4 separate regions of the Mus musculus genome follow, and regions 1, 2 and 3 are each linked to region 4. Evidence: chromatin contacts called from public Hi-C and promoter capture Hi-C data. All regions are on one chromosome and are shown on one strand. The core of a region is the stretch at or near the end of the contact, and the rest is flanking DNA. Distances in the headings are between cores, read along the strand shown.

Region 1 (3,289 bases), core at 726-3,225, 1.4 Mb before region 4:
CATTCATTCATTTCTTAAAAGAATATAGCAAAATAAAAGACAAAGTGAAAACTATCACATTGAAGCTGGACAAGACAAAAGAGAAGGAAAAGAGCCCACAAGAAGGCACAAGAATCAGAGACCCACTCATTCACACGCTCAGGAGTCCCAGAAACACACTAAACTGGAAGCTAGAGTATAAGCACACAGGACCTGATGCAGAGCTGTGCAGGCCGTGTGCACAGGGCTTCAGTCTCTGAGGACTCATGACCTTTGCTCATGTTGATTTAGAAGGCCTGGTTATCTTGCTGTCCTCCGTCCCCTCTGGCTCTGAGGGGACGGATTTGCTGGAGACAAACCATTTAGAGCTGAATGTTCCGAGGTCTCTCACTCTCTGTGTAAAGTCTGGCTGTGGGCCTTGATTTGTCTTTAACGAGATCAGGGGGCCAGGAATGATGGGTTATGCTTACAATTCCAGCACTCAGGAGGCTGAGACAGGAGGACTCTCATGAGTTTGAGGCCAGTTTAGGATACACAATGCCCAGCTGGGCCACTGCGTAAGACCTTATCTCAATAAAGAACCACAGGGGCTTGGAGGCTATATAGTTCAGTAGCACAGCACTTTCCTAACATGTCCTAGGCCCATAATTCATTCTCCAGCACATTAAAAACAAAACAGAAAATCTGGTTCTATATGTATTTACATGCATCTGTTTATTTATGTATTTATGTGCACAGGTATTTTTCCTGCGTGTATGTCTGTGCACCGTGTGTGTGTGTGTGTGTGTATGTGAGAGAGAGAGAGAGAGGGAGAGAGAGAGAGAGAGAGAGAGAGAGAGAGAGAGGGAGAGAGAGAGAGAGAGAAAGAGAGGAGTTACAGACAGTTGTTAGCGGCCATGTAGGTGCTGGGAATTGAACGTAGGCCCTCTAGAAGAGCAGAATGAGCGGGTTAGCCATTTCTCCAGCCCCATGTACCTAGTTCTTAATGAGGAAAAAAAAAACTTATGTGGAAGCCTTATATATAAATGGCTTCCATCACCACTAAAGCTGTGAGAATCTGGTCATATGAGAATCTGGTCATATGGGCTGGGCTAAGAAGTAATGTTGTGCTTGTCCACCGTGCAAGAGTTCAACATAGCATTAAAAAAAAAAAATTCAGTCAAATGCCCACTGAGTTCTGAAGTAGTGGCCCTCAGCTGTAATCCTAGCAACCAGGAGGTGGAGGCAGGAGGATCTTAAATTCAAGGTCATCCTGGATTACACGCTGTGCTGCAAGGCAGCAGGGGGTGTAGCTCTGTGGGAAGGTACTAATTACCTACGCAAAGTCCTAGATTTCAGTTCTAGCACTGTGAAAGTCTACTATTTATTCAAACATACATTTTATAAAACACATCTTAAGATGCCACCGTAGCGTTCCTGACTTTACCAACCAGGTTATTCAACTTGGTTCCCCAATGCCTTCAAACTCCCTGGACTCTAATGAAGTGGGTTTTACTATTTGGGAGGTTGGGGGGCATTGAACCTTTTGAGGATCCGATGAAAACCTATAATCGTGTTCCCCTAAAGGCGAAACGTTGCCCACTATTTCTGAAATTTCATAAACTTTAGTCTCCTCAGTCAATCTCGAGAAGCCTATTTCCCGTTACCAAACGGAACATACATTCACTTCCGCAGCCCCGCGGCCTCAAACAAAAAATCAAAGTCAATTTCAGTTCAAAGCATCAAACCAACCAACGAACCCAGCTCGAAACTGAGCATCCCCCGACTGAGGCTGGAGGCGCGCGATGGCGTCTGTGGATCACGCAAATCGGAAAGCATAGTCTGTCAAGTTAAAAGGCGTACGTGTCCTGTCCCTCGGGAACGACGACCACTTACGAGACACTGTCATGGCTGTAACCGATTTTGGCGTTGTAAGCTCCATTATCCAGAACTAGGGTCGTCATTTCGGCACGCACCACGCTGCAGCGGAGTCGCTTTCCCACTGTTTGAATCTCCTCTGCTCAGGCTTCTTCCGGTACTCTATGGTCGATGGGGGCGTGGCCGTGGCGTAAACTTCCGGTTACCCTGACAACGGAGTACGCCAGAAGTCGAGCAGCGGAGCAGCCCTTCCTGTGCTTGTATCCAGTTTTCAAATGCATCGATTTTCGGTGGCAGCGACATTCCGTAGTAGAAACTGCTAAGTACTTTATTTCTTTTGATTTTCTTTACTGCGCACATTGGCGAGTGGAAGCTTTTTGTGAGCCCTTTGGTGGGCTGCGTGTGCGTGTATCTGATTAGAGTTGTTAAGACACTCCGAGCCTTGAAGAATTGAGTATGAAACCATACGCATCGTGGAACTGGATACGAAGTCTCTTCAGCCTCACCTTCATTTCTTGGCACTCGTCATCAGGTTATAGAATTTGGTCACAATAAATTATGTATGGGCTGTGTTGTTATCTGCGTTGTGCTTTAACTTATTTGCACATTCCCCAACGAATCCCCCTGCTTGTTCTCCGCTACTTATTTATGTATCCTATCTACAAAGGACTTCTTGACATCTGACATGTTCCTTGTCTGCTCTGACTCCTGGAATTAGATATCGTTCCTGGGTGTTTCTGTACAACGGAGAGCTTGTGTTTCATAATGTTAAGAAAAAGTTTTGGAGTTGAGCGTAATGGTACACGCCTTTAATCCCAGCACTCGGGAGACAGAGGGAGGTGGCTCTCTGGGTGTTCAAAACCAGCCTGGTTTACGTAGGACAGCCAGACATACACGATACAGAGAGTCTCTCTCAAAATGTTTTGATTGGAATGTAGACTCTGCTACAAAATAATCTCGGGTAATGAATCTGATATAAATGAATACACAGCCATGCTTAAGAGTAAGTTAGCTACACAGAGAAACCCTGTCTCAAAAAAACCAAAACCAAAACAAAAAAAAAAAAAAAAAAGAGAGAGTAAGCTGTTTCACTTTCTTTACACGTATTAACTAGTGTTTAAAACTCCAGGAGATAAAGAGATGAGAGTGTGGCCTTCTAATTTTAAACTGTGACTATGACATTAAAAACATATAAGCGGGCTGGAGAGACGGCTCAGAGGATAAGAGCACTGACTGCTCGTCCGAAGGTCCTGAGTTCAAATCCCAGCAACCACATAGTGGCTCACAATCACCTGTAATGAGATCTGATACCCTCTTCTGGTGCATCTGAAGTCAGCTACAGTGTACTTATGTATAATAATAAATAAATCTTAAAAAAAATGTTTAAACTAAGCCGGGCGGTGGTGGCGGACATCTTTAATCCCAGCACTTGGGAGGCAGAGGCAGGCAGATT
Region 2 (3,267 bases), core at 383-2,882, 1.6 Mb after region 4:
AAAAACAGCAACAAAAAAGAGTACTATACTACTATCCAATTAACAAACTTGGTAATTCAATTTATCCTATTGCCTGTCTGAAGACATTAGATATATTAACAATGAGTTTGAATGAAGTGGGTTGCAACCGATATTTGTTTAGATAGAAATAAAATCAATGGAGAAAACTAAGGCACAAGCAGATGCTAGTTTTTAATTCCTGTGTGTGTGTGTGTGTGTGTGTGTGTGTGTGTGTGTGTGTGTGTGTTTAATCCATAGTGTTCCTGTGTGTGTGTGTGTGTGTGTGTGTGTGTTTAATCCATGGTAGCCACACAAAATATGTTTCTTTTTATAGGTCAACACAGTTTCATTGATACTTGAAGTCTAATAAAAAGTGGTTACTTTTTTTTTTTTTTTTTTGGTTTTTTGAGACAGGATTTCTCTGTATAGTCCTGCCTGTCCTGGAACTCACTCTGTAGACCAGGCTGGCCTTGAACTCAGAAATCCGCCTGCCTCTGCCTCCCGAGTGCTGGGATTAAAGGTGTGCGCCACCACGCCCTACTTTTTTTTTTTTTTTTTTTTTTTAAGGGATGCTACGGCAGCTACAACACACTGAATTGATTCCATCTGGTGACATAGGGGGCTGAATTTAACCAAGGTTAAAGGCCAACAGTGGTCAAAGACACGCCCCCACATCATCAACAAAAGCATCATACATATCTGGGTTCCAGAGGACAAACTAAAAAGCATAAGGCAGAAATCATTGAGTCTCAAGAGGAAAAATAAATAAATAAATAAAGTTTATGGAAAGGATTAAAACAGTTATTTGTTGTGCATATTTTTGGATACAGTAGTGTGTGGGGTGGTTCTGAGTTAGAAGGGACCCCTAGTAGGTGAGGCTAAAAACTTGCAGAGTCACCTGTTGAATTGTAGACAATGTTTCTATTTGGTGACTAAAACACTTACTCAATGCCCCTTGTTCCCCGGCCCATGGAAAAACACAGGGTAGAAAAGTTGAACTCTGAAGAACAGTAAACAGCTGCAAGCTGCTGCTACCCTAACCCCACACAAGGAGCCTACTGTGCAGTGTGGTGCAATGAGTGGATCAAGGCTCTTCAGAAGAGTTAAGCGACCCACACAGCTTCAGTGAGGCTGACTTCACGGAGACCTCTCACAGTCCCTTCGCTTGGCTTCTGGGCTCTGACATCAGTCCCCGGGAGAGGATCCCGGGAAAGAAGAGCGACAGCGACCAACTGCACTCTCTGCTCAAGAAGAGTTCTCGGGAGTTGCACCCCTAGCCCAGGGCGCCTGCGCTCAGCAGCTACGGGCGAGCCAGACCCGGGAGTCGGGGTGGACGAGCCGCTCGGGGCAGCTTGGCCCTTAAATCCGGGGCCCGCGACCCGGTCCTGTCCTGTCCTGTCCTGCCCGGTCCCCGGCCACTTTCCAGCGCGCGCGCGCGCCCGCTGCCGCCCAACGCAGGACCGAAGAGGCTGACCTCGGGGGTCCCCGGCCCAAGGCCACCGCGCTCACAGAGCCTCCCTGTCAGGCGGAACCTCACCTCTCAAGCGTGGGGCCACAGGGGAGGCCCAGCTCCACCCGTTCCTCGCTGCGCTTCCGGCTCCCGCCTGGACTGTTAAACTTGGGCGGCCGGAAGTCCCGCCTCGCATGACGTCACGGGAAAGGCGGTGCCCCGAGCGCTCAGCCCGCGGGGGTGCTGGGTGGCCTCCCACCCTGGGGCGGTGCAGAGGAAGATATCCTAGCCTGTAGCTACTGCTCCTTTATCACTCATTTGTTTGCTGGCTACTGTGTGCCAGGCGCTGAGTTAGGCTGTGGGTGTGCACTTACTGTGTTTAGCTTGAAGGGACAAGAGGTCAGTCAACACGCAGGTTCCCTAGCCTGCTGGAGATTACAGTCTAGTTAGGAAGTTAATATTAACACTTCTGTAGGGAAAGGGAAGGCAAGAATAAAATGCCAGGCAGTGGCGGTGCACACCTTTAATCCCAGCACTAGGGAGGCAGAAGCAGGCAGACTGCTGAGTTCTAAGCCAGCCTGGTCTACAGAGTGAGTTCCGGGACAGCCAGGGACTACACAGAGAACCTCTGTCTTGAACAAAACAAAACAGAAGAATAAAAGATGGGGAATTCACGGGCAACTCTCAGTTCCCACAAAAAAAGGTGTCACAGTTATCACAAAGAAGAACGCTCATAATAAAGGCAATTAACATGGTTGGTTTAGGAGAGGATTACTTGAGAGGAAGCCAAGAAAAGCTGCAGGTTAAACATCTAACTTCAAAGGGGTGTGGTGGTACAAGCCTTTAATCCTAGCACTCAGGAGGCAAAGGCAATGGGATCTCTGTGAGTTCAAATCCATCCTGGTCTACTGAACGAGTTCCAGGACGGTTATACAAAGAAACTCAGTTTCAAAGAGGGGAGGGAATGGAGAGGAAATTGTGGCAGGAGTGGGAGAAGGAAAGGAGGGGAAGAGAAAGGAAGGGGTGGGAGGGAAAAGGAGGAAAGCAGAGGAGAGGAACATCTAACCCAAAACGAACCCTAACCCTGAGAACAAACCCAGTAGTGACTTCAGCCTCTGAGCTAGCCATCTTCACATCCGCAGCTTCACATGCTGCTGTTCAGGTACATGAACACCAACTCAGTGGTTTTTTGGTTTTTTTGTTTTTGAAGGAAATGTATTTCATGGTAGAAAGGGGCCAATGAACTGAGTTTTCCCAACATTCCTGCTAAAAGATTGCTCTGTTGAGAGTTCTTACTTCCATCACTGATAGCATGTTCCTATGGAAAGTGTTGCTCCTTTGTCCCAGGTGCACACCGGATGTGTTTCTCAACTGGATACATAATGTCCCAGTTATCTGAACCCATATCAAAAACAACTGGAAACCTAAGAAGTGCCAATCCCCACCTCCCCTAGGAGAAAAAGAAGTCTCTCCAGCTTCTGGAAGCTGGTGAGGAACAACCATAAAATGAAGACGGGGAGCAAGCAGTATATGCCTTGTGTAATCTGCAGCTGCTTTTGGTGTTATTAGCTGATTTTTTTTCCTGGAATTTGGCCTAAAATGCTGAGATCTAAGTAGGGAGAACTGGAACACATGAAGAAAAGAATGCTTGAAGCAGAAAACACAACTCTCTAACACTGAAACCAGCAAGAAAGCTTAAGACTGGATTATGTGGTGGGGGGAAAAGGTAGACACTAAGACTATTCCTGCATTAAAAGTGAGATGTTTCATAACAATAAAAGTAAATAAACTGGGCACAATAGCTCACTCTAGTAATC
Region 3 (2,934 bases), core at 354-2,853, 2.0 Mb after region 4:
ATTTTTCTCCTTCCTTATTGAAACATTTTTCCCATGTATAGAAGGAATTTACACTTTCTCCTTGGTCCATCTGCATCCCTAGCATCATTATTCTTGTGCTTCATAATTATTATTAAGCAAAATACGGGTCATGTTAGCACAAATCCTGAGTTTCTATGACAGTCGATCTGATAATCAAGATGGCTAACTAACAAATGGACCGACGAAGCCTACAGTGTCAGTGTGCTGGACAAAGGGGTGAATTCAAACCCTGGGTGGGTCAGAACAGTGCAGAGCAAGATTTTGTCAGACTGCTCAGAAGGGACTATAAACAACGCCAATTGTTTGTTTCTGGAATTTTCCATTTAAGATTTGCATAGCCTTTGACCACAGGTAAGTGAAACTTGGGGTGGGGGGAGTAGATAAAGGGATGGTGGGAATGCTGTGCCCCATGTTTGTTTAGTACAAGACTATACTCACAGAAATATATGATTTGGGGGAGAGGGGTTTATTGTTAACTTGATGCCTTCCTAGTTTTGAGAAAAGTACCTGTCAAAAATATGTCTACTCAACAAATCATTAAGATGTTTGGTTGAATTATAAATGTAAGTTAAAAATGTGTAATCAGATTAAATGCATGACCAAAACATGTAAGTTTAAAATACTCACCAGAAAAAAAAAAGTTATTTGCCTGTCTGGTATTCTTCGCTGCTTCCCTATGTCTTGAAACTACTCATTTTGGAAAGCATTAGACCAGAAAAAAGATGGCAACATGAACAAAACCAAATCTTAGAAACTGGTAGTTTTCAGTTCACAGAAATAAGTTGGAAAAACAAACAAAAAACCCAATCAGACGCTCACAAAGAGCCACCAAGTCAAGGGGAAAAGAAGTTTCTGTAATCCCAACGGAATATAAAGAGAATAAAATGTACATGTTCACAATATGACAGACTTGGTTGAGACCTAAATTCAAGGACCTGAGCAACTGCCTCAGAGTTGGTCTTAAGTCTACTTTTGTCCTGTTTTGCGACCCATGAGTGAGCCAAGAGAGGCCATGAGAACGCTGAGACCAAACCCAGTGTTAGGAAATACTTCTGTGCAGATTTTTATTTTGACCTGAGAAGGAAGACATGAAACGTGTAGGGGGAGCTAAGGGCTGTAAGAGCTGGGAGTGGCTACAGCTCAGCTTGTCTCCAGGGCCCCACCCCTGTCGTGGTCCTCCAATGGCATCTCCAGGCGCCCTCCCCAGCACCCTGCCTCAGCTTACCACCTCCGATGGAATTCGTACTTCTGTTCCATTGAGGTGGCTAGAGCCTTCTTCTTCTTCATAAAGCCCAACAGCTCCCGGATCTCCTTCTCGCAAGAGGCCAGGAGTGGGTTTTTACTGTCCAGGGGCCCGTAGAAGGCGGCAGAGGGCAGCGAGTCCTCGGAGTGGGTACATTGCGGCGGGTCGGTCGAACTCGACTTGGACTCGCTGGGCGACTTGAGAACCGCGGTAGAGGTCGGCGGCGGCGTTGGGGGCAGATGCACCGGCGACACCGATGTCTCAGAGTCTGGGGACTCCTCAGAAGAACTGGAGGAGCTTCTGGAGGACGCCATGTCTATCAGAGTTCAGCAGGCTAGAGGCTGGTGGACAAGCGGTTGCCAAGCAACGATCTCCCGGCAACCAAGCCACCTGCACGCTCTCCGGAAGCACAGCGGCCCCTAGAGGGTGAGGAAAGTACAAACAGCCTGGAAAGGCAGGATGCTCTGAATGGCTGGCTATGTGTGTAACCCACTCTGGCCTCAAACTCACTATCCTCCAGCCTCAGTGTCTTGAGTGCTGGGATTACGGACATTCACATCCAACGCCGCTTGAGAGAGGGCTTTAAAGCAAAGAACCAATAAAGAAAATTACCATCAAAAATTCATACAATGTTTTCCCTATTTGGACCACCTACTAATATCCATGGTTACAATCATTAAGATGTATTGGGCATTATTCCAAGCATTTTGAGACATTACCTGTCTCATTAATCGTCATGACTTCATACCTCAGCTTCTATCCTATCTCCTCGGTTTCACAGCTTAGGGGAACATAGCTTGACTTTGACCAAACTCAGAGGATAACTGAGAATCAGGGGACAAGTCCTAATTATGTGCTGCAAAGCCAGTGATCATAAGAAATCTGCCGTCCTGGTGATGCCCCCAAGAGAAAGCACTGAAGCTGAATTCCCAAACCGAAATTAGGGAACTCCCTGACAATCTGGTTAAGACAAGCACCTTGTGTGGCTATGTTCTCTTCCCGCTGCAGTTTGAGTTTGTGAGTAATGATCATGAGTTACTGCCACTTCAGCCTTATCCTAAATGTCACGGTGTTCTAAATCAATATGCCTTTTGCTCAACTTTAACTCCTTGACATTAATATATGCTAAATGGTTTGAAGTGTTAACTCTCCAAATACTTTTTGTTTTTAAACGGGGAGATGGGAGATTTTTTTTTTCTCTCTGATGGACAAACTGTAGGTCTCAGAGGAAATGCTTAACACTAAAAAATGTTCTTTTCTTGCATCTCATGGGCCACAATGAGTCAAATTTATTAATTTGGGATTTGAATTTCAGCTAGCGGACATACTTTTCCTTACAAATTATGCAAGCCCAAAGAAATATTGAAGAACCAGAGATAGAGAGGTTGGCTTCAAAAACAAGGTCTTTAAACACTGAAAACGACTACCAATTCTTTCACATGCAAAATATAGACGGTGACCTTGGTATCCACTGAATAGTAAAGAAGCTCACTGGGCCACAGCCTTATCTCTTCCAGCTCCAAGCCCATTTCTTTCAAGCATCTGTACTAATTTGTAAGGTTGGTCTTCTCTGTCCTATGCACTGTACCTTAATATTCTTGGAAGGAAGATCACAGGGGAAATCACTTATTGGAGCAGGTAATTATGGCTAAAGAATCTTCCAGTGACAC
Region 4 (3,005 bases), core at 258-2,757:
GTGGCCCACGCCTTTAATCCCAGCACTCCGGAGGCAGAGACAGGTGGATCTCTGAGTTCGAGGCCAGCCTGGTCTACAAAGTGAGTTCCAGGACAGCCAGGGCTATGCAGAGAAACCCCGTTATGAAAAGATTTTTGGTTATGTCCAATAATTAAGCAAAAACCAAATACTCTACCGGGCAGTGGTGGAGCACACCTTTAATCCCAGCACTTGGGAGTCAGAGGCAGGTGGATTTCTGAGTTCAAGGCCAGCCTGGTCTACAGAGTGAGTTCCAGAACAGCCAGGGCTACACAGAGAAACCCTGTCTCCAAAAAAAAAAAAAAAAACAAAAACAAAAAACACTTTGACAACTAAGTTCCAATTTTCTCTAGCCTTACTGAACTCATATACATAAATTATATATATATATATAATATTTTTTTTGTTTTGGTTTTTTTTTTTTTTTTTTTTTTTTTTTTTTTTTGGTTTTTCGAGACAGGGTTTCTCTGTATAGCCCTGGCTGTCCTGGAACTCACTTTGTAGACCAGACTGGCCTCGAACTCAGAAATCCACCTGCCTCTGCCTCCCGAGTGCTAGGATTAAAGGCGTGCACCACCATGCCCAGCCATAAATTATATAAATTTTAAACAACTTTTTTCAAACTTTACACAAACTGGAATACTATGGGCAAATTCCCAGGGCCACAACCTCTTTGTGGCCACAACAAAACAGAAAGCCAAAACTGGTCCGAGATACAGACCACAATATAAAGGCTAAGTCTATCCAGGAAAACAGTAATAGTGGTCTACTTCCTCCTTAGATAATTTCTCTTCCTGGTACAAGAGCAGGAGGATGATTACCAAACATCCCGCGTCCCCTGATCTTTCAGTCCCTGGGAGCTACAACAGAACTTGCAAAGAGCCTGCCCAGAGGAGCTTGGGGAGGTGAGACCGAGGCAGTAAACTTACCCAAGCCTTTGCACCGGAGTTGTGCTGGGAAGAGCAGCCGGGGGAGGGTCACTGATGATAATCGAAAGAAAGCAGCCCAGGGAGGGTCACTTATGAGACTAGATTGCCAGAAAGCAGCCGGGGCTCCCGCCTGGCTTCCGGCGACCCCGCGCCCCGGGCAGGTCCTGACACCTCCCTGGGTATCAGCTGCTCGGGGCGCAGGGTGGATGCCCGGGATCTCCAAGCGGCGTCGAGGGGTGGTCACCTCGGTGGGCTTGCCTCGGGCCGCACCAGGGGAGGGTACCGGGACCCAGGGCACAAAAGCACGGCCACTCCAGTCGCCGCTTCACCCCTCTGGCGGGAGCTGCCCGGGCGGGAAGCGGACGCCGCTCGGAAAGCCGCTGCGACTGTCTCAGATCGTCGCCGGTGGCTGATGGCACACACCCCTCGCTGCCGACCCCCACACACCCCTCTCACACCCTTCCGCGAGCGGAGTGAGACGTCTGCTCCTCTAGCTGCCTCCTGGTCTCTGCCTCAGGACCGCGGAGCACTCAAACACCGCTGGGCCCGCCCAGTCCACACAGCGCGCGCCCGGGCACGCAAATTCACTCGCCCAGGGCCCGCCGCCGCGGCCGCGCGCGCGCGCCCCGCCCGGCGCGTGACCGCAAGCCCTGGTTGAGCGTTCTCGCATGCGCGGTGGGGTGGGGCTAAGCCGCGGGCTCGCGCCCAGCTAGACGTGGCACTCTCGGCCCCGCCCCCTCTACGCGCCTCTCCGCAACCTGCGCGCACCCGCGAGCTTGGGTCTCCCGCAGACTCAGTCGGGTAGCGGAATCCAGAGGCGGGGCCAGCCGCTTGAGGGCGGGGCACAGCCTTGGTGGGCGTGGCCTTCCGAAGCTGCTCTGCAGCCACGTCCCACGGCCCCCCTCCAAAGCCATCCTGGCTTCAAGATCTTCAGGGATCCAGACATGTCCGAAGTGAAGAGCCGAAAGAAGCCGGGGCCCAAAGTGGCTGCTCCTGAGCCCGAGAAGCGGAGTGATGGCAGGAAAAACCCCGAGGCGCGGGGGGACGCGGGCTGGGCGGACCCCCGCACTGGGCTCAGCCTGCTGTCTCTGGCGATGACCCTGGGCCTGGCCTGGTAAGTGTGCGATGCTGCAGGCCGTGGGTCGGGCCTCGCGTGGGCGCCTAGCACCTCGAGCCAACCCACTCTCGCTTGAATACGCTCTTTTAACAATGTTCTGGTAGCATGCTCCTGTCGCTGCCCTCTAAAGTCTGGGAACATGTCACCCAGGACTCGGCCCACACTTTATTAAGCATCTACTACTGCACGTCACAAGTTTGCACATACCTAAAAACCACTACTTCCCGTCCACTCTGTAGCTTTGCGGATGAGTTTGCTCCACCCTCCACCAAAAATCGCACTCTTAAAATGTCTGCAGCCTAATAAAAAAAAGTTCGTTGTTGCTGAGCGATAAATGCTAATGAGACTTTCTCCTATTTAGAGCTGTGTGCCTACATTAAAACTATAGTCCTTTTTTAAAGATTTATTCTTGTTTATGTGTATGAGTGTCAGTGTATTTGTGCACGTGTGTGCAGGTGCGCGAGGATCCCGCAAGAGAGTGTCAAATCCAAGAAGCTGGAGTTACCAATGGTTGTAAGACACCAGACATGCATGTTCTTAACAGCTATAAAAGACTATATAGTCTTACTCCTAAATTACAAGTTGAACTGTATGTAACATTGTAAAGAATATGTTTTCCCTTAAGACTAAACATTCGTGTTTTCTTATTGTTGTTGTTTTAGTTTTTTGATACAGGGTTTCTCTGTGTAGCCCTGGCTGTCCTTGAACTCACTTTGTAGGCCAGGCTGGCCTGGAACTCAGAGATCTGCCTGCCTCCACCTCCCTAGTACTGGTGTTAAAGGCATGTACTACCACAACCTGGCTGTATGACACATACAACCCAGCTATATACATGTATTTTTACACTTTATTTGCAGTAGTGGGGGCACCGCCATCCCGCTCAACATTTGTAGCTTTGAAACCAAGCATATATTAGTGATATATTAGTGTAAATGTGGAAT

The links. Promoter capture Hi-C pulls out the DNA fragments that hold promoters and counts their contacts. Hi-C and Micro-C count contacts between places; a contact is called where the count stands out from the background. Capture Hi-C pulls out chosen DNA fragments and counts their contacts.
Region 1: a contact with region 4 is called in a promoter capture Hi-C map of liver, with 5 times the contacts expected there. The contact joins the promoter of Actr6 here to the promoter of Apaf1 in region 4. A contact is called at or near these places in 7 of 39 promoter capture datasets (cranial neural crest, embryonic stem cells, hippocampal neurons and 4 more), 2 of 484 Hi-C or Micro-C datasets (B cells and muscle stem cells), 8 of 115 datasets of contacts at active chromatin or transcription factors (astrocytes, bone marrow-derived dendritic cells, embryonic stem cells and 3 more) and 2 of 9 other capture datasets (liver and macrophages).
Region 2: a promoter capture Hi-C map of adipose tissue shows a contact between it and region 4, with 4 times the contacts expected there. The contact joins the promoter of Nedd1 here to the promoter of Apaf1 in region 4. A contact is called at or near these places in 2 of 39 promoter capture datasets (both in liver), 2 of 484 Hi-C or Micro-C datasets (CD4 T cells and uterus) and 1 of 9 other capture datasets (adipose tissue).
Region 3: a Hi-C map of B cells shows a contact between it and region 4, with 6 read pairs. The contact joins the promoter of Cfap54 here to the promoter of Apaf1 in region 4. A contact is called at or near these places in 2 of 39 promoter capture datasets (hippocampal neurons and pre-B cells), 1 of 484 Hi-C or Micro-C datasets (B cells), 2 of 115 datasets of contacts at active chromatin or transcription factors (astrocytes and large pre-B cells) and 1 of 9 other capture datasets (liver).

The regions. Positions count from the first base shown.
Region 1 is chr10:89,730,320-89,733,608 of GRCm38.p6, forward strand. Actr6 (ARP6 actin-related protein 6) reads right to left here and starts at 1,976. Exons shown (of 11, transcript NM_025914.3): 1 at 1,855-1,976. The coding sequence starts at 1,922.
Region 2 is chr10:92,720,786-92,724,052 of GRCm38.p6, forward strand. Nedd1 (neural precursor cell expressed, developmentally down-regulated gene 1) reads right to left here and starts at 1,633. Exons shown (of 15, transcript NM_008682.2): 1 at 1,538-1,633.
Region 3 is chr10:93,080,019-93,082,952 of GRCm38.p6, forward strand. It overlaps Cfap54 (cilia and flagella associated protein 54), which reads right to left and starts at 1,604. Exons shown (of 68, transcript NM_001347060.2): 1 at 1,247-1,604. The coding sequence starts at 1,578.
Region 4 is chr10:91,081,236-91,084,240 of GRCm38.p6, forward strand. It overlaps Apaf1 (apoptotic peptidase activating factor 1), which reads right to left and starts at 1,508. Exons shown (of 27, transcript NM_009684.2): 1 at 948-1,508. It overlaps Ikbip (IKBKB interacting protein), which reads left to right and starts at 1,804. Exons shown (of 3, transcript NM_026166.2): 1 at 1,804-2,061. The coding sequence starts at 1,892.